Regions from separate parts of the Sus scrofa genome. Here region 2 is linked to region 1. Evidence: chromatin contacts called from public Hi-C data. All regions are on one chromosome and are shown on one strand. The core of a region is the stretch at or near the end of the contact, and the rest is flanking DNA. Distances in the headings are between cores, read along the strand shown. Region 1 holds the start of RTN3 (reticulon-3). Region 2 holds the start of AHNAK (neuroblast differentiation-associated protein AHNAK).

The links. Hi-C and Micro-C count contacts between places; a contact is called where the count stands out from the background.
Region 2: a contact with region 1 is called in a Hi-C map of heart right ventricle, with 4 times the contacts expected there. The contact joins the promoter of AHNAK here to the promoter of RTN3 in region 1. A contact is called at or near these places in 1 of 5 promoter capture datasets (fetal skeletal muscle) and 1 of 47 Hi-C or Micro-C datasets (heart right ventricle).

The regions. Positions count from the first base shown.
Region 1 is chr2:8,351,669-8,356,514 of Sscrofa11.1, forward strand. It overlaps RTN3 (reticulon-3), which reads right to left and starts at 3,252. Exons shown (of 11, transcript XM_021082903.1): 1 at 2,919-3,252. The coding sequence starts at 3,060.
Region 2 is chr2:9,183,857-9,188,713 of Sscrofa11.1, forward strand. AHNAK (neuroblast differentiation-associated protein AHNAK) reads left to right here and starts at 3,128. Exons shown (of 10, transcript XM_013994215.2): 1 at 3,128-3,256.

The DNA of each region.
Region 1 (4,846 bases), core at 2,002-4,501:
ATTGACATGTTAGAACAAAATGTTGAAAACAATGCCATAAAAAAAGGGTACACAGAACAACGCAGTTTCATGAGTGAGGAAAGATTTAAAGCGAAACCTTTTTTTTAAGTTGTTCAAGGTGTTTTTGTTTTGAGTTAATTTCCATGAACAGATACAAGAAATGTAGCTTTATTTTGGGGCTATGATTTTTACAGCAATAATAAAGAAGTCTTGGAGTTCCCGTCATGGCTCAGTGGTTAGAGAATCCGACTAGGAACCATGAGATTTCGGGTTCAATCCCTGACCTTGCTCAGTGGATTGAGTATCCGGCGTTGCCATGACCTGTGGTGTAGGTTGCAGACACGGCTCGGATCCCCACGTTGCTGTGGCTCTGGCGTAGGCTGGTGGCTACAGCTCTGATTGGACTCCTGGCCTGGGAACCTCCACATGTCACGGGAGCAGCCCAAGAAATGGCAAAAAAAAAAAGACAAAAATAATAAAAATTAAAAAATAAAGAAGTCTCTTGCAAGTTATAGAATTTCAAAGGCTATAGATAACAAACTATTAAAGCACTTTTAAAGTTCAGACAATAGACATTTATCTATACTTGATGTCTAATACAGTGACTCTCATCCTGAAAAGAACTCTAATTATTTAAATTATCTTTCACCTCAACCTCAGATTTCTGCCTTTGAAATCTTTGCTTTCCTTCAAAGGCAGAAGTCTGGGAAGCCAATCTTGGCCCCTGACCTTCTCCAAGCATAATTACTACCGGCTGCACTAACACTTGAGTCAATGGACCAGAGAATGTTATCACTGACTATCTACCTTTGGACAGGAATTAAATATCTAAAATTTGTTACTGGACAAGTCAGTCAGGACACAAGTGTTTCCTGCAGGCACCAAGTGACCACTTACACTTCCTTTTTTAATTTTGGGAAGTCTCTAAAACCAAGACAAGCTTGGTGAAAGAAAGTAAAGCTGAAGGTTATCGTCAACACTTCTACATTTTTTTAAACAATCAAGGTAGATTTTTTAAGAATCCTTTTTCAACTAATCAAATTTTGGAATAACAAATTTCATCTTATTTTCATGGTGCAGAAGCCTGAGACATTTCCTCTGAGAGATGGGAAAAACATTCTGCAAGGAGGAAGAGTTCTGCAATGAAACGATGACTATACACTGCAGTGTCTTAAGCTAAACTTTTCAATTCGTGACCTGACAAATAAGGATCTTGCATTGAATCCACTGTTAACGATTTTTAGACAATATTAATACATATTTGCAATGGATAAGAGTTTAAGGTAGAGTATCAGATTTATTTCTCAAGTGAATCAAAAATTTAAAATCAAGAGGTATGCCCAAGTGAACAGTAAGTAAGCCATGACAAGTGATTAAAGCCAAAACACCAAGTTGCTAAGTATATAGGAAAGCTGCTGTTCATCTGGATCTTTTCCCAGAACACAAAAATTTGAAGAAACAGTGGTGGTTTAAAGGGGACAAGGGTTCTAAATTTGCTGCCTCATTCCTTTATCTGGACAGCTAATCTTGACATTACAGAAGCTTCCTCTGATAGGGTTCTACTGAAACGGCCATAAGCACACTGGAAAATCCAAATGGGTACCAAAGCTCTTATGTGGAAATCCACTGTTGAAAATTCACATAGAGAATATTTTTAAAACTCAGATCAATTCTGTCCTTTAGAACAATCAACCCAAGATTCTGCCAAAAGAGACAATGAAGTATTTAGAAACCTCTCCAAATCCTTTAAGGTGACTAAATAAAGAGCAAAATTATCTGTACTCTCCTGAGCTTATGGCCCTTCCTTTAACAAAAGGCTTTTTTTTTTCTTCGAAGACTGAGTTCCTTTAAGAACCACCACCACCTGCTCATGGTGCATTTTTTTTTTTTTTTTTCAGGAAGGCATCTGCACTGCAGATCTCTGCACGAGGGGAGCTTGCCAGCCAGCTCCCACCAGCAGGCAGACGCGTATACAATGGAAACTAAAAGCGGCCTGCAGCTTCCCTCCTAGTCTTTCACAGTGATGGGAGGAGAAGGGGGTTCAACCAGACCCTGCTTTGTCTGAATCTTCTCTCCCTCCCCTCTTTCTGCGGTAACCCCCCCCTTTTGTTATATTTCGATCATTAACAGCCAACGGAAAGCATGAAGTTAAAACAGGTTGATAGCTTGAAATGACTCTATTCCCGTCTAGAATATAAGAAGCTAATTACATGTCCCCACCCCCACGCCGCGCCAGTGAAGAGCAGGCTGTGTTGCAGATGCAGCCACGGATCCATCTTGGACCATCAGCGGCTCCCTCCCAAATCTTCCCTGAGATATTCTCATCACGCCTCCCTCTACCCCGCAGCCTCAGAAAAATCAGGCATTTAGAGTCTGGCCGCAAAAAATCTAAGGAAGATGAAAACAGTATAGAAAACACTGTAGCGTGTTTCCATGAAACTTCCTCATCCTCCCCACGGGCAACCAAAAAAAAAACATTTTTTTTGGAAGACTACCATGCATGTCTGATTATGTCAACACCTGCCTGCGTGCCTGCAATGCAACCCTTTCACCGCCATCCCCTCGAAATCGTTAACGAATCATCTCTTCGACCACCAACCTGCCCCAATCCTCTCAATCTCGCTAATGCTCCACTAAATCACCCCGGTTCAGTGGACGGCTCGCCCGCACTAATGTCCTTCCCCACCTGCACCGTCTTGGCGTTAACGCCCACTCTCTAGAACATCCCCTCCCCCAACCTGTTTTCCTCACACGCCGTTATTTCCTCACCACCAGCACCACCTTACACGCCCTCCCCTTAGCCCATTTTCCAGACGCTCGTTCCTGGGGGCTAAGGCCCCCGTAGGCAAGGGTGACTCGCCGGCCTCACCCCCCAGGACCCCCCCCCAAGCTTAAGGTCCCCCCACGGCGCGCCTCACCCGCACAGGAGGAGCCGCAGCTCTTCGCCCCCAGGGCGGGGCAGGCTCCCGGGCTCCCACCGCCGCCACCGGGCGCAGAGGACTCGGCCCCGGAGGACGACGAGACGGACGGGGACTGAGTGGCCGCCGACAGCTCCGCCATGGCTGCGCGAGCAAGGGAGGGAGAGGGGTGAAGAGAGCTGTGGGACGGGAGAGAGGAGGGGAAAGAGAATAATCGAGTCCGGCAGCTAGCTCTCCGAAGTCGCTTCGCCCCTCCTGCTCCGAGGACAGACTCCGACAGACTGACTGACTAAGCCCAGCGCCGCGAGAGGGCGGGAGCGCGAGCGCGCAGGCGCACAAAGGACCCTCGGGCGGGCGGCGGTCGCCTTGAGGCACCCAGCGACGCAAGGCGCAGGCGCAAGAACAGTTCCCCCCCCCCCCGCCCTGTCCCCTCCGCTAAGCTCCTGCTGAGAAGGAGGGGCAAAACCCGCCCGGCGCGGCGTTGAGGCCGGAGGCCGGGGTGGGCCGCGCCCCTCAGGGACCGGGCGCAAGGGGCGTGGCCAAGCAACAAGCCCCGCCCACCACTGCGGGCAAAGTGGGAGGGGGGCCTGCGGTTTAGAGCTTCGCGGCTTTTTATGTGAATGCGTTGAGTAAACTGATTACGTGTTTTAACGGTAGAAATTTATTTTTGCTTCCATTAGTGGAGAATATTTTTCCTGCAAATTCTAGAGCCCAAGTCTTTTGTCTGATGCTTCCCCACCCCCACCCCCGTGACTCTAATAAAGTGAAAACCACAGTGAGGGCCCATTCTGCAAGGTGCTTTCTGAATTTTTCTGGATGTGTCATAATACCTCATCACCATGAGGCAGCCATGACACGATCTCCCATTTGGCAGTTGGAGAAAGACGCTGCACAGAATGAAAAACTATTACTCATTCCAGTCACATTGCATTGCAGCTGCAGAACCTGCTTCAAATTCTTATCGCCTTAAAAAGAGGGGTCCACCTTGGGTCCTAAGGTTGTCCGTTTCTCTTAATAGACTAACAGGTAGAGAAGACATGTTCTGATTGAAAAAGAGCTGAGCTAATGAGAAAAAAAGAGCCAGGAGATAACATCCCGGCTCTGGTTATGGGGGATGGTAAAATGAAAAATGACGTAGTAAAAATTGAGAACGTGGCCCAAAAGACACATAATTCAATTTTATTCGTAGCCTAAAAGGCGTCCTTAACAGAAACTGTATTTGAAAGCGGATATCTAGCTTATGCTGGATTTTGTTCATTTTTTGGCTTCTCTTCCATTGGCTTGCAAAAGTCTCCATATACCTGGTCAAACGATTTGAAATGTGCACTATTCTTTTAAAAGGGGGAAAGTAGACTGGAAGTAATAAAAAGCAAGGCTATAGGCCTTGTTATTGCTAAGGCAGCAATCGATGACCTGATTCGGCAATTGCAGGATCAGCAGATCCTGTAAAGATGCAACCTCATGAAGGCGGAGGTAGTCAGCCAAGCAGTCTCACAGAGGAAAAGGGATCTGACCAGTGGAAATCTTCTAGAACAGGCAGTGGACTACATCTGCCCTTGACAGGTTTTAAGGTCAGGTAAAGCCCAGACAGGAAAAAAAACTCCTGGCTTTTGAAACACTCTAAAAAAGGCACAGAAGAATATTTCCCAAAATAACTTCATGGCAAATATCTTACTCTGGCACTTACAGCATCAGTTGATAATGCAGCATTCTGTCCTCTAGATGACAAAGAGAAATACAAGCCAATCTGATAACCAAGCCAGTTATTTACCCATTCTGATAAATGCATACATTTAAAAAATTTACATTATTAAGGACTGGATAAGGAAATGAATGATGCTCATCCCTACCCCAACAGCAATTGCTAGGATCTGCAGATCCTGGCTAGAAAGGAAGTCTGTTTCCATATCTAGACACAGAGAAAAGAG
Region 2 (4,857 bases), core at 1,878-4,377, 830 kb after region 1:
CAGCCGGAGTTACAAGAGCCGCCTCCGCGCGCGGGGGCCCGGCCACTCGGAGCAGCTCCGCCGCGGGGACTGCACCGCCCGCCCTGCCGGACCCGCCCCGACCGGGGCTCGCCGCCTGCAGCTGCCGCAGTACCGCGACCTCGGGCCCCGCGCCGGCTATGGCTGTACCCTGGGGCTGAGCGCACAGGTAGGGGGGCCGGGCGCACCGCGGCGCGATCTGGGGAACGGGACGCTGGGAACGCGCGAGGGGAGGTGCGTGGCAGGGCTTGGGCGAGGCGCTTTGGGTGAATGTCACTGGGAAGGTTCAGTTTGGAACGCGGTGGGCAGCCCAGGGCCGCACCGGCAGGCGACGTGTCGCGCCCCGGGACTTCTGCCTCCGGAGTTGGGGAGCTAGCAGGGGCGCAAGTTGGGCAAGTTGGAAAATCTCTGTGAGGCGCGCTTTCCTCCAGTCCGTCTTTTTCTCGAGGGCTGATTGTCGTCCCTGCTGCAGGGCTGGGCGCCCGTTCTTGGCCTGGTGCCCCCTGTCCCACCCCCTCCTTCTCCGTGGGGCGGTGGCTCTGCGCGCTGCTCCGTTTCTATTCCATGTTTACTGGAGAAGTTTCCGAGATCGCCGCGCGGCCCCTCGGCCCCTTCCGGCGCCCCTGCGCCCCAGCGCTGTGAACCCCCTCTGCTGCCCCTCCCAGCTCCCCACACCTCCGCCCCTGACTTCGCGTCTGGAGTCCTCCCGGCCCCACCCAGTTCTGTACCACCAGCCTCTCCCTTTCTTGCTCCTGGCAGCCCCTTCTGCCTCCTTCTAGCTGCCCCGCCCTGGTCTTGCCTCTCCGTGTTCCCGGCTCCAGAAAACTCCCTTCTTCCGCAGGGGCGGCGGAGCCTGGAAGTTTGCTGCGCGCCCCGCAGCGGGACGGGTGGGAGTGGGGGTGGGGGACATAATTAGGGAGATTCCTGCACTGGGGTGGGCGTGGAGGGGGGGGGTTGTGCTGCGGCCCAGCCCTCGGGACCGCCCCTTCCCCTTTAGAGGCGGTGCTCTCTCCCCACTCCACTCCCAAACCCGTCCTGGCGGGATGGCCCCCGCCCCAGCGCCTGGCTTGGCGCCAGCAGCCTGAGGAATGTGGTGGTTGGAGCCGGTGACTAATTCAAACCAGAACTCGGGGAGGAGTGGTGAGGGGCAAAGGCGAGGGGGGTGGAAGGGGCTTGTGTGGGAGGGCGGGGGCAGGATCGCGGCTGGCGTAGGAGGAGAGCTCGGCTGCCTGCTCTGGAGCCCTTCACTCCAGAGGCGCGCTCCTGGAGAGCCGGCTGGGGGGCGAGGTCGTGCGGTGGAGGGGGAAAGGCCCTGGGCTTAGGGTGTGTTCAGAGAGCTGTGTTATGTAAGGCTCTCCCATGCAGGGAGAGGGTGCGCGATGTGCGAGGGCTGGCCCTCGGCTGGCTGGGCTCGGGCCCCCCTGCAGTGCCAGGGCGCCGGGATGCGGGGGCGCAGCCCCTCGCTGGCCACGAGGGACACGTGGGATCTAAGCAGGGCCGGCTGTGCCCCTTGCGTGGGAGGAGCGCGGAGTGGGCATCTCAGGGCACTCGCTGGGCTCCAGGCACCACGTGGGGACGGCTTCGGCGCCTCTGCGCATTACGGTCACCGAGAATTGTGTGCCTTGTGCGTGCTCGCGCCTTTCGCAGGGCGTGGCTGCCGGGGTGGAGGTGGCGAGGTCCCTCCAGGGAGCCTGCTGCTGAGTGCCCTGCTCCGTAGAGTGGGTTTGTGGAAAGGCAGGGTGGGATCCTCCCATGGCAATGTGCTCCTTCGAGAATGACTTGGACTTTCCAGAGAAAAAGGGATCCAGCTAGTTACCTCTGCGTCCCCAGCATAGCGCTGGGCTCCCAATAATCCACCCCCCACCCCACCCCAGCAATAACTGGTTTTGAAAGTTTTCTCTACTAGACTCCAGCCCCTGACTGTAGGATCCCGTGCTCTTCTGGGTGCAGCCTAACAAGTGATAGGAACTGGGTTGATTTTTGTGGGACACAGTGATGCCTGGGGTGCAGGGGCTGGGGGGTGGTGGCCTGTGGCTACAGGTGAAGTCAAGGGAGTGGGGAGGAGGGAAGGAGGGAGGCTGAAGATGCCTTGGAAGGCCTTTTAGGGCCTCCTTGCCTGTGCTGGGTCTAAATTAGGGGAGTAGCTTCTTTTTTGTTGGCTGTCCCTGCGGCATGGGCATGCGGAAGGTCCTGGGCCAGGGATCGAACCCAGGTCGCTGCAGTGACAAGGCCAGATCCTTAACCTGCTGCACTACAAGGGAACTCCTGGGGAGTCAATTCTGCTTTCATTCTCCTGCCCCCCATAAGGGTGATCCCAGGGGCAGGGTGTGGCACTCACTTCCTTTTCGAAGCTGAATGGGGAAGCTTCCTAGTCCCTGGCCCCCAGGGATGCTGGGCTGGGCCAGAACTTGGCTTGCGTGTGGAGTGGGAAGTAGAAGGGAGTCCCAGCCTTAGGGGTACTGCCTTGTTCCTAGCTGTGCGATGAGGGGGACTGGGGAGAGGACCTGGGACCGTGAGAGCTGGACTAGCAGAGGACGAGGGTTCTGGAATATCGCTAGCGAGGACTGGAGGGTGTCTGAGCCCCTCCCCAAAGCCCTGTCCTTAAAGGTTATCTGCTGGGACATTGTTCAGAGAACCGGGACACACGGGGAGCCACCAAAGTCCCGTGGGGCTTAGTGCTACTCTGGGGTCCTGGCCCGGGTTACCTTTTGAAGAGCTAACCCCGCAGAGCCGAGGGTTTGCTTCAGGAGGGCGAGGCTCCAGGTCCAGGGATCTAAGTGGGACACAAGAGAGCGATCTGTGGGAGACCTGTGGAGGGAGAAGGCCAGCATCGGTCAAAGGCAGGGAATAGGCTGGGGGTCCCTGGGGTCACCTTAGTCCCAGGGGGCCGTGGGTGGAGGTGCCCGGGCACTGCCGGGCTGGATTCCTTAGCTCATTTGCAATTGGCTGGCTGGCCCTGGCAGAGCACGCCACTCAGAGCCTGAGGAGCTGGTTTGAGGGGTTGGGGCAAAGCTGTGGGGGTGGTGGGGGTGGGTGGGGCTCTGGGGTGTGGTCACCACCTTCCTGGGAACTTGGGAACCGCCTGGGGACAGGCAGACAGACTGGGAGAGCTAGTCGGACTCCTGCCCTGCTGGGAACTCTCCCCTGCTGGCTCTGTGTCCCCCACCCCCCACTCCCAGAAGCCCCCAGCTTCTCTCCCTGGAGCAAGGCTGACCGTTTGCGCATGCCCTGGAGAGAGGTTAGAATGGGACCTTTTGGTGGGTGGGTATGTAGGGCCTTCTGCTCTTCCTTTGGTCCCCCATGGGCTTCATCCAGACGCCCAGGGAGGGCAGCTGGCATTTCCCTGAGCTGCAACCATCCCACTGGGTTCCCAGGCCTTCCTGAGCATGCGCAGTTTCCTCCAGCCCTGGGCAAGCCTGCGGAGGTGTGGGGGCCCCGTGGGTGGGCCACAGCGGGCTCAGCAGGAGTGTGTGTTTTGATGGAGCCCCTCTTCTTCATCAGGGGGACAGCTGGGCTGGGCTTGGGTCTGGGGTTGCTCTTTCACCGTGGTGTCAAGTCCCTGTAACCACTTGTGTCATAGCAGCGAGATACGTGTTATTACCTATGAGGGGGGTGTCTCCGGCTGTGCGTGGTGGTCCTGGATGTGTCACCTCTGCTTGCCTCTGGGGCTCACGGGGCAGAGGACAGCAATGGCACTCCGCCCTGGTGGTGGAGGTTTCTTGGGGCTGCAGGGGTTGTAGGTAAGGACTAAAGTAAGTTTCTCCGGCCCAGAGGGGTTCGGGGGTCCCGGGGTTTGTGTCCGGAAGCCCCAGAGAGAGGGTGAGCACAGCCCTGGGATGAGGCCCTGGCCGATGGAGTCCGAGCGAGGCGCTGCACACGGCCGGTCAGGGAGGGGCATCCTGCTCGGTCCCCGGGGGCCGGAGCGGAGGTTCTAGGGGAAGGGGAAGCGCCTGGCTTTGCGTCCTGGCCGGGCTGGGGGCGGCTCTTTGGCAGCTGGGCCGAGTGGCCGGGCCCCAGCCCCTGCACTAGCGAAGCCCCGCCACTGGGCGGAGAGCTTGGCCTCCGCCTGGGCGGAGGGCGGCTCCCAAACTGATCCACCCCCCAGGGTGAGACTTCGCCGCTCTCCTCGCCCCGGCTCCTCCCGCCCCCGCAGGAAGACAACCCCCTCCGAGCTGGGGTCTTAATCCCTGGTGTTGTGGGTCAAAGCCCATTCTTTTCTGGCGCGGTGATCAGGCGTGGAGACTTCCTGCTGGGGAATGTAAGCTGTCCCCAGTTCCTGCCACAAAGAGAGGGGAGTCCCTCTTAGGGAACGAAAAAGGGATTTCTCTCCCCGCAGGAAGCATGAACTTGGAGCTCTGGGACTAGGAGTGGGAGGGGCCAGGGGACAGAGGTGGGGACAGGCGGCAGGGCGGAGCCCAGAAATCCGCCGCCGGCTGGGGTGGGGGTAGGGAGCTGCCCTGGAGGTCGAGGTGCCAAAAAGTCCAGCGTGAGGGTGAGGGGCCGCGGGTGGATGAGGCTGGAAAAACTTCCTCCTGGTAGGAGGTGTGGTTTGGAGCAATGTCATTTGCCGAGAGCATGTAGCTGGGAAGTTGTGGAGTAGAACTGGAAGCCCAGTTACTGCGGAACCTGCCGCCCAGAACTGACTGCTGTGTATCCCCAGCAGCCAGGTGCCAGGGAGGAGCTAGGCAGGTGCTCACGGCGGCGGGAGGTGCAGACTCTGGGCGCCAGGTTAACAGGTAATAGGCTCGTCCATGATGGGCAGGGCCTGGCGCTGCCCAGACAGGTGTCTTCTGGGAGCTGGTGAAGGCAGCGGCTGTAGGCCTGCTCTGGGCTGTGAGG